Linked DNA regions of Oryctolagus cuniculus: region 2 is linked to region 1. A link is a contact called in public Micro-C data. All regions are on one chromosome and are shown on one strand. The core of a region is the stretch at or near the end of the contact, and the rest is flanking DNA. Distances in the headings are between cores, read along the strand shown.

Region 1 (3,590 bases), core at 713-3,212:
TTTTTTGTTACTGTTTAGTTTTTTGTATTTTTACAAATGCACCTTTGATCTGACACTGATTTCTAATTTTAACACAGCTACTCCACATAAATTCATAAGATTTGGGGACTACGTAAAAGATGTCAAAGCAAAATGATTTTCAGATAAAGCTCTCAAGTCTTTCTCGGTTACAGTAAAAGTAAAACATGTTTCCCTTAATTTGTTTTTAAACACTACCCAGCAAACCCAAAAATCAAGAGATTTTAATTTGTCCTTGGGGAGAGAAGGTGAGAAGTCCAGGGGCACGAGCACATGTTTACTTCGTAGCAAGATGGCGACCATCAGTAAGCAATCACTGATCACGGCTGGACTCCTTGGCAAAGATGCTGGCACCAGCACTCCGGCCAGTCACCAGCAATGACTCTGAGCAACGCTCTGGCCACTAATGCCTATCAGATTTGGAAAAGAACACAATGATGCCCACAGTGCACTGCTGCCTGTGCCTTTCTCCATCTCAGGCTCTTGCAACATCACAAGCCCAGCTGCTAACCAGATGGAAGCACATGAGCCACAGAGTGTGAGAATAAAAATATTAGCATTATTTCCATGCAACCAGTCATGTGGTTATTATAGAAGTAATCAGTATTAGCATACTACAATATTTGTTTTGTTCTTGAATGTTCTAACACCCTAGGGAAAAAATTATCTTTATTTGAAAAAGGTTAAAAACGAAAGTACATGTTACATATCTTTTGCTGGAAAACTGTGGGAAATGGATTTGTTGAAACCATATGGAAAGGAAGAGGGAATCAATTAAAAACAGAAATCTAATAAATCTAAAATATTTCCAAATGAAATGCTTGTGGTAAGCTAATTTCTTGTAAACACTGCACTCAAGTCAGTTGAACAGTCCCAGATGGTGAACCAACTTTGTGGTCTTAAAATAAAAGTCAGCCAAAAACACCAAAGTGACTACAACTTTATCATCAATATAGTGGGAAACATGAGATCCATAATCAACCAGTATGTTACTTGTTACTCCTTTGCAAAATGTAAGTGATTTGTGGAGTTTTACTACATAGAAAATTTCAGCTAAAATTTAAGTTAAAATATATGTTAAATGGAGAAATAAAAATTTAAATGATAGTACTGCAGTTTAAGGTAAAATCTACAGTTACTTAAATAAAAATGTTTCTTAAAATACCATAGTTTTAAAATGTATTACAAAGTCTAGTATAATAAATTATCATGAACTTTCTTCAACTGGTATCTGTAACATCTATAATCTAGAAATCTAAGATCTCTGCAAGATTCTATTCAAGAAAAATTCAAACTCTTTATTTATAAAGATGCATTATAAATAAAAGGTTATGATTCATGCTTTGACCAGAAATTTTGTGTAGCTGAGCAAACATCTACCTTACCTGCTCCACTGTTAATAATCCATCAGAAGATTCTGGCGCAGACTGTATGGGCAGAAATTGGCACAGAGTGCCTAAAAGTAAAGCAACTTCCTTCATACTTCTCCAACAACATACCAGGACCATCTGAGCAGTTACATCACATGTTTTTACTTCTTTACCTTAAAATAATAATAATAATAATAATAATAACCTATTGCAACACTAGACACTCTTGATTACTCACCCCAGTTTTCTTAGAACAAGCTTATTCATAATTTCCCCAAGAATAACCTGCTTGAACAAACAGATTGTCACATGTTAAATTTATTCAGGAGAAATAAGGCAACAATTGATGAGTACAGGCTAAGAGGAGGAATCACACTATCTTTTTAATTATTTAAAAATAAATTTAAAAATAAAATACAATATTGTTTTAAAACCTTTATCTAGGGGTTGGCACTGTGGTGTAGTCTGCAGTGCCAGCATCCCATATGGGCGCCTGTTTGAGTCCTGGCTGCTCCACTTCCAATCCGGCTCTCTGCTGTGGCTTGCGAAGGCAGTGGAAGGTGGCCCAAGTCCTTGGGCTCCCACACCTGTGTGGAAGACCCAGAGGAAGCTCCTGGCTTCAGATCAGGGTGGCTCCAGCCATTGCCACCATCTGGGGAGTAAGCCAGCAAATGGAAGACCCTGCTATCTGCCTCTGCCTCTCTGTAATTTTTGGAAATTAATAAAATAAACTCTCTTTGCCTTTCTATCACTCACAAAGTATTACATGGATGACTATAATAAAAATTTTTCTAATTTATTTTGCTGAGGATAACTACTATAGCAGTAAAGGTGCAGAACTTTTTTTTAATGACTCCTTTCTTAACACTTCGTTTTTGGTTTTATTCATTTAATTGAAAGGCAAAGAGGGAGAGAGTACCCGTGTGCTAGATCATTCTCCAAATGTCTGCAATAGCAAGGGTTGAATCCACAGGCCAGGAACTTAATCCAGGTTTCCCACATGGGAAGCAGGAATCCATTTACTTGAGCCATCATCTCTGCTCCCATGGTTTCATCAGCAGAATGCTGGAGTCAAAAACTAGAGCTGCTTGTCAAACTCAGGTTCCCCAAGTGTGAGAGGTAGGTGCCTTAACTATGAACTAAACAACCACTCTCAGGATAGAAATTTTAAGATCAAAGAAAACAATAATTTTCTTTCAAAACAAAATTAAAACCCCTTGTCAATAAACTATAATTACCCCTATGTACTCTCTTATTCTAGTATTAAGAGTATTTTAGTATTCATGTTTAAAAAGGGGGAGAGGGAGCGGCACTGTGGTTAAAGCCTTGGCCTGAAGCGCCGGCATCCCATATGGGCACCAGTTCTGGTCCCAGCTGCTCCTCTTCTGATCCAGCTCTCTGCCATGGCCTGGGAAAGCAGTGGAAGATGGCCCAAGTGCCTGGGACCCTGCACCCGCATGGGAGACCCTGAGGAAGCTCCTAGCTCCTGGCTTCAGATCTGCTCAGCTCTAGCCGTTCTGGCCACCTGGGGAGTGAACCAGCAGATGGAAGACCTCTTTCTCTGTCTCTCTCTCTCACACTGTCTAAATCTGACTGTTAAAAAAAAAAAAAAAGACAAACTGCTAAATTTTTTCAAACTAAGTTAAAAAGGCAAGTTAACAAATGACATTTATAGTGTAATCCTGTATCTCTCTCTCTAACTCTTTCAAATAAATAAATCAATCTCAAAAAAGAGAGAAAAGAAATGGGATTGGGGAGGAAATGAAAAAGAACTGTATATTTATCTCTGTGTTTTTTGAAGCTATTACATTAAGCATATATCTATGCTACTTTGTATAATTAAAAAATCACAAGAACTTTTTATAAAGCAATATCCCCATCTAGTGGAGAATGTAGAACATGTAATAAATTACCTTAAATGACTGCTGACTTTTTACAGCACTGCAGAAACTCAAAAATAATGCCAAAACAAGCTGTAAGAATGCAAAATCTAGAAGCATGGTACAACCAGGCAGGTCACATTTTGCTGAGTAATAAGGTGTGGTTCCTTTAAAAGGCCTCCTGACTTTAAGAACTCACACAGCAGACAATGAACCACACCACTAGGAGAGACTGCTGCCCAACCCAGGTTCAGCATACATCATTCCTCTTACATCATCTGACTTGTAATAGTGGGTTTTAGCACTCAAAGCCTTTTGTTCT
Region 2 (3,590 bases), core at 519-3,018, 320 kb before region 1:
GAGGGCGTGGAGGCCGCCGAGGCCGAGGAGGAGCAGGAGGAGGCCGAGGAGGAGCAGGACGAGGCCGAGGAGCAGGAGGGCGGCGGCGGCGTGCGCGACGTGGGGCTGTCCAGCAGCAGCGGCGACTCGAGGCCCCCCGGGGGCTGGTGGTGGCCCGACGGGAAGCCCGAGAAGCTGAGGCTGTGGTGCAGCTTGGGCCGCGGCTCCCGCGCGAAGCCCAGGTGCAGCGCATCGCGCGCGCTGAAGGCGCGCAGGTCCCCGGAGGCGCCCCCCGACGGCGCGGGCCGCCGCTCGTCGGCATTGTGGATGAAGTGGCAGCGCGGCCCGTAGGGGCAGAAGCCGATGGTGTGGAAGGTGCGGCACAGCTCCGTCTTGTACTTGGGGTGCCGCGTCAGGCTGCGCAGCTCGTGGAAGCCGTGCGCGAACTGGCACTTCTCGCCGTACTTGCACGTGCCGCTCTCCTCGAAGGGCCGGCACAGCTCGGTCTTGTAGCGGGTCGAGTTGATCTGGGAGCCGCCGGCTCCCTTCTGTTGTTGCTGCTGCTGCTGCTGCTGCTGCAGGTGCAGGAGGTGCTGGCTGCGCTCGCCGTTCTCGCTGAACGAGCGGTCCCGGAATTTGTTCTCCTTGTTGAGCAGGGCCGTGCCGCCGCCGCCGCCCCCCGACGGCTCCTTGAGGGTGCCATAGGAGGCCGGGCCACCGGCCGCCGCGCTGCCGCCGTTAGCGGCGCCCGGGAACTTGGGCGAGCAGCTGCCGGGACTCGGCGCGGGGTGCGCCAGGGCGTGCAGGTTGCTGGCCGAGTGCCGTCGGAGGAAGCCCGGCGCGAAGCCCGAGGTGGGGGCGGCGGCCACGGGCGTCCCCACCGCCTTCTTGTCCAGCATGTTGTTCAGATTGAGGTTGGCCAGGGATTTCTCCGTCTGCCGGGGAGGGGAGAGCGAGCGGGGAAGGGATGAAAAGACGGACGGGGAGGCTAGCTGCACAGTCAGCCCCAACCTCTGGCTTCTTCTTTCCCAGCTCCTTTTCGCCCCATTTTTTTTTTTTTTTTTTTTTTGCAGGCTTCGCCTCGGCCTCCGCCCTCCTCCACCCGTACACACGCGCAAAAGAGCAGCAAGTTTGCGAGCAAGGCCGGCGAGGGCGGAGGCCGCCCAGCCTGGCCGCGCTGGGCTCCGACATGTGATCTGCAGCCCGCGGGCCGCCGGGTGGGCGGCGCAAACACCGTCCGGGAAGCCCCGGGCAGCGTGGCCGCCGCCGGCTCCTCCCCGCCCACAAGGCTCGAGCACACCCGGCTGCAAGCGGCGGGACTCTTCCCCGCCGGGAAAGTCACGGCGCGGAGGGGTCGCCCCGACGCGGGGGCGGCAGACGCGCCACGTCCGAGACGGCCCGGGGCCTCCGCTGGCCCGCGCGCCCGCCTCTCCCTCCCTGCTGCCCCGCGTACCTTGCACAAGAAGTCGATGTCGTAGAAGGCGGACAGAAGTGTGGTCGACATGTTTCTGGGTCCCGTAATGGTCGGAGCCGCAGGCGGGGAGGTCGGGAGGAGCCCTCGGGGCGGCGCGGCCGGCCTCGAGCCACGACGAATAACGGGCGAGGGGCGGGCAGGGGCCGAAAGTTTGCCGCGGGGCGAGCGGAGAAGCGGCGCGGACCGGGCAGGGGCTGCCCTGGAGTGCGGAGCGGGGCGGGGGGGAAGAGGAGAGGGAAGCAGAGCGCGCTCCTCCGCGCCCCGGGGTGCCGGCCCGCCCCCCGCGCGGAGCCGACGGCAGCTCGCGGACTGCTGGAACTCGGCGGCCCGCGAGCGCGCGCCCTATATAGAGCCCGCGCGCCCGGCCGCGGCGGGGCGGGCGCGCGGGGGGCGGGGACACCGCGCTGACCCCGCCGGGGTCTCCAGGCAACGCCGCCCGCCGGCTCGCGGACGTCAGGCGCCTTCCCGGCTTCCCATTGGCCGCCGCCAATTTTTTTCCTCCGGAGGGGGGAGGGAGCGGGGAGACTTCGGGGCGGGGCCGGCCGCCGGGGCGCCCGGGGCGGCACGGAGAGCTCGGCCGGGCTGGGTGCTGCTGGGTGGGTGGCGGCCGGCGGACGCGGCTCTCGCCCTCTGCTGGGGCTGCCGTGGTGGAAAGCCCCAGCACGTGTAACGTGATCAGGGCTCTGCAGTCCTGGACGGGTCTGTCCCCGCCCGCTCCTGCGAGGCGGATTTGCCAAGTTATTATCTGCTACTCTGGGTTTTGTGTTGGGCGCGGGAATTGCAAAATGCGCGAATCTTGCCAACCGTCCGCGAGGCCCGTCTGGTTTGCAAAGGGTGCTCAGGACGGAGGGCGGGGGCTCCGGCCGGGCTGCACGTGGAGCGACGCGTTGGGGGTGGGGGCGGCAGCGGCCACGCGGGCGGCCGGCCGCCGTCTTGCCCGGAGGCTCCCGAGCTGGTTTCTCCGCCCCTCTCCCCGCCCAGGCTCAGTAAACAGGGCTGGAGCGCCGGGGCCTGCCGGGCAGGGCTGAGTGTCTGAGGACAAGGCGCTGGCTTTGCTAATCACATCACAAGACCTTGAGCCGGGGCCAAAGGCGTGGAGTGGCGCGGGGCGTCCCGGGCGGGGGAGCGGACTCGGAGGACGCGGGGAGAAGCTGGGTGAGCCGTGCAGGCGCGGAGGTAGCTTCCCGCCGGCCTCCCGGGGCGTTGGGGGTGCCGCGGCCGCCGAGGGTCCGCGCCCAGCGCAGTCTGGGCCTGTCGCGCGCTCCAGGCCACTTCCCATCCCCGGCCGAGCCAGACCTGCGGCCCCGGTGGGGCACCCCCTTCGCTCTTCAGCTCCACGCCCCAACAGTTTGCACTGAGAAATGCGGTTTGCCGAAGGGTGCGCCGTCCCTGTTTGGGTACGGGGCAGACACCCGCCCGCAGCGCCGAGAGGCGAAAGCCACTGAAAGCACCTTCTCGCTCAGTCTGCACTGGCTGCCAAAAAGCTGGGGCCAGGCCCGCGCTGTCGTCCACCTGGCAGCCTGCACCCCAGCCGCGCTTAGCTGGAAGGTCCAGGGCGCTCAGGGAAGGAAGTTTACCTGGCCCCCACCCCTCCCCGAGTGGATCTCCCCACTTGCTGTGTCCGCACTAAGTTCGTTCCTTTTGGTGATCATTGTGTCAGTTAACCTGGAACAAAACGAGCTAGGCGGGTCGCTCAGGGCCCTGTGTGCCTTCCCCATGCTCTGCTCCCCTCCCTGCCCAGGGAGCTAGAGTCCAGGGTAGGGCTGGAGTTTAGCCCCCCCACCCCCCGGCATGTGGTCTTGAGCGAATCACATGGCGAGTTGGTGCTTGGGTTTCCTTGCTTGTAAAACTCAAGATAAAATGCATGCTTTTCTCACCTCTCACCTTTTGTCAAGGTGCAAATGAGGTATCTGCGAAGGTGTCTAAAAGATAAAACAAGTACAAGCCATCTTATGCATGAAAGTGACAAAGCATAAAGAGGAAGCCAGGCCCTGTGGGTGGGGGTCCTCAGAATAGTGAGTGTGGCGGAGCTGGGGAGCGGGGCGAGCACCCAAGTCCTGGCCCCTAGAGTTTGGAGCCAGGGGCAGGCAGAGACGTGGGAGAGGTGAGAGCTGCCCCACGTGGCTGGGCGAGGGCT

What was found. A called contact is a pair of places that touch in the nucleus more often than the background predicts.
Region 2: a Micro-C map of ear pinna shows a contact between it and region 1, with 7 times the contacts expected there. The contact joins the promoter of ZFP36L2 here to the enhancer-like site in region 1. A contact is called at or near these places in 4 of 6 Hi-C or Micro-C datasets (ear pinna, psoas muscle, skin fibroblasts and 1 more).

What each region holds. Positions count from the first base shown.
Region 1 is chr2:159,182,768-159,186,357 of mOryCun1.1, reverse strand. It overlaps THADA (THADA armadillo repeat containing), which reads right to left. Exons shown (of 38, transcript XM_051842959.2): 21 at 1,404-1,561. Among named protein-coding and RNA genes, the nearest start is that of THADA, 58 kb to the right of the region's middle. Within about 2 kb of position 1,962, at least 1 of the 8 cell types and tissues checked has an H3K27ac peak or open chromatin away from gene starts, as enhancers often do. A contact at or near this core is called in ear pinna, where this site is marked.
Region 2 is chr2:159,502,808-159,506,397 of mOryCun1.1, reverse strand. ZFP36L2 (ZFP36 ring finger protein like 2) reads right to left here and starts at 1,768. Exons shown (of 2, transcript XM_008254731.4): 1 at 1,433-1,768; 2 at 1-914. The coding sequence starts at 1,483.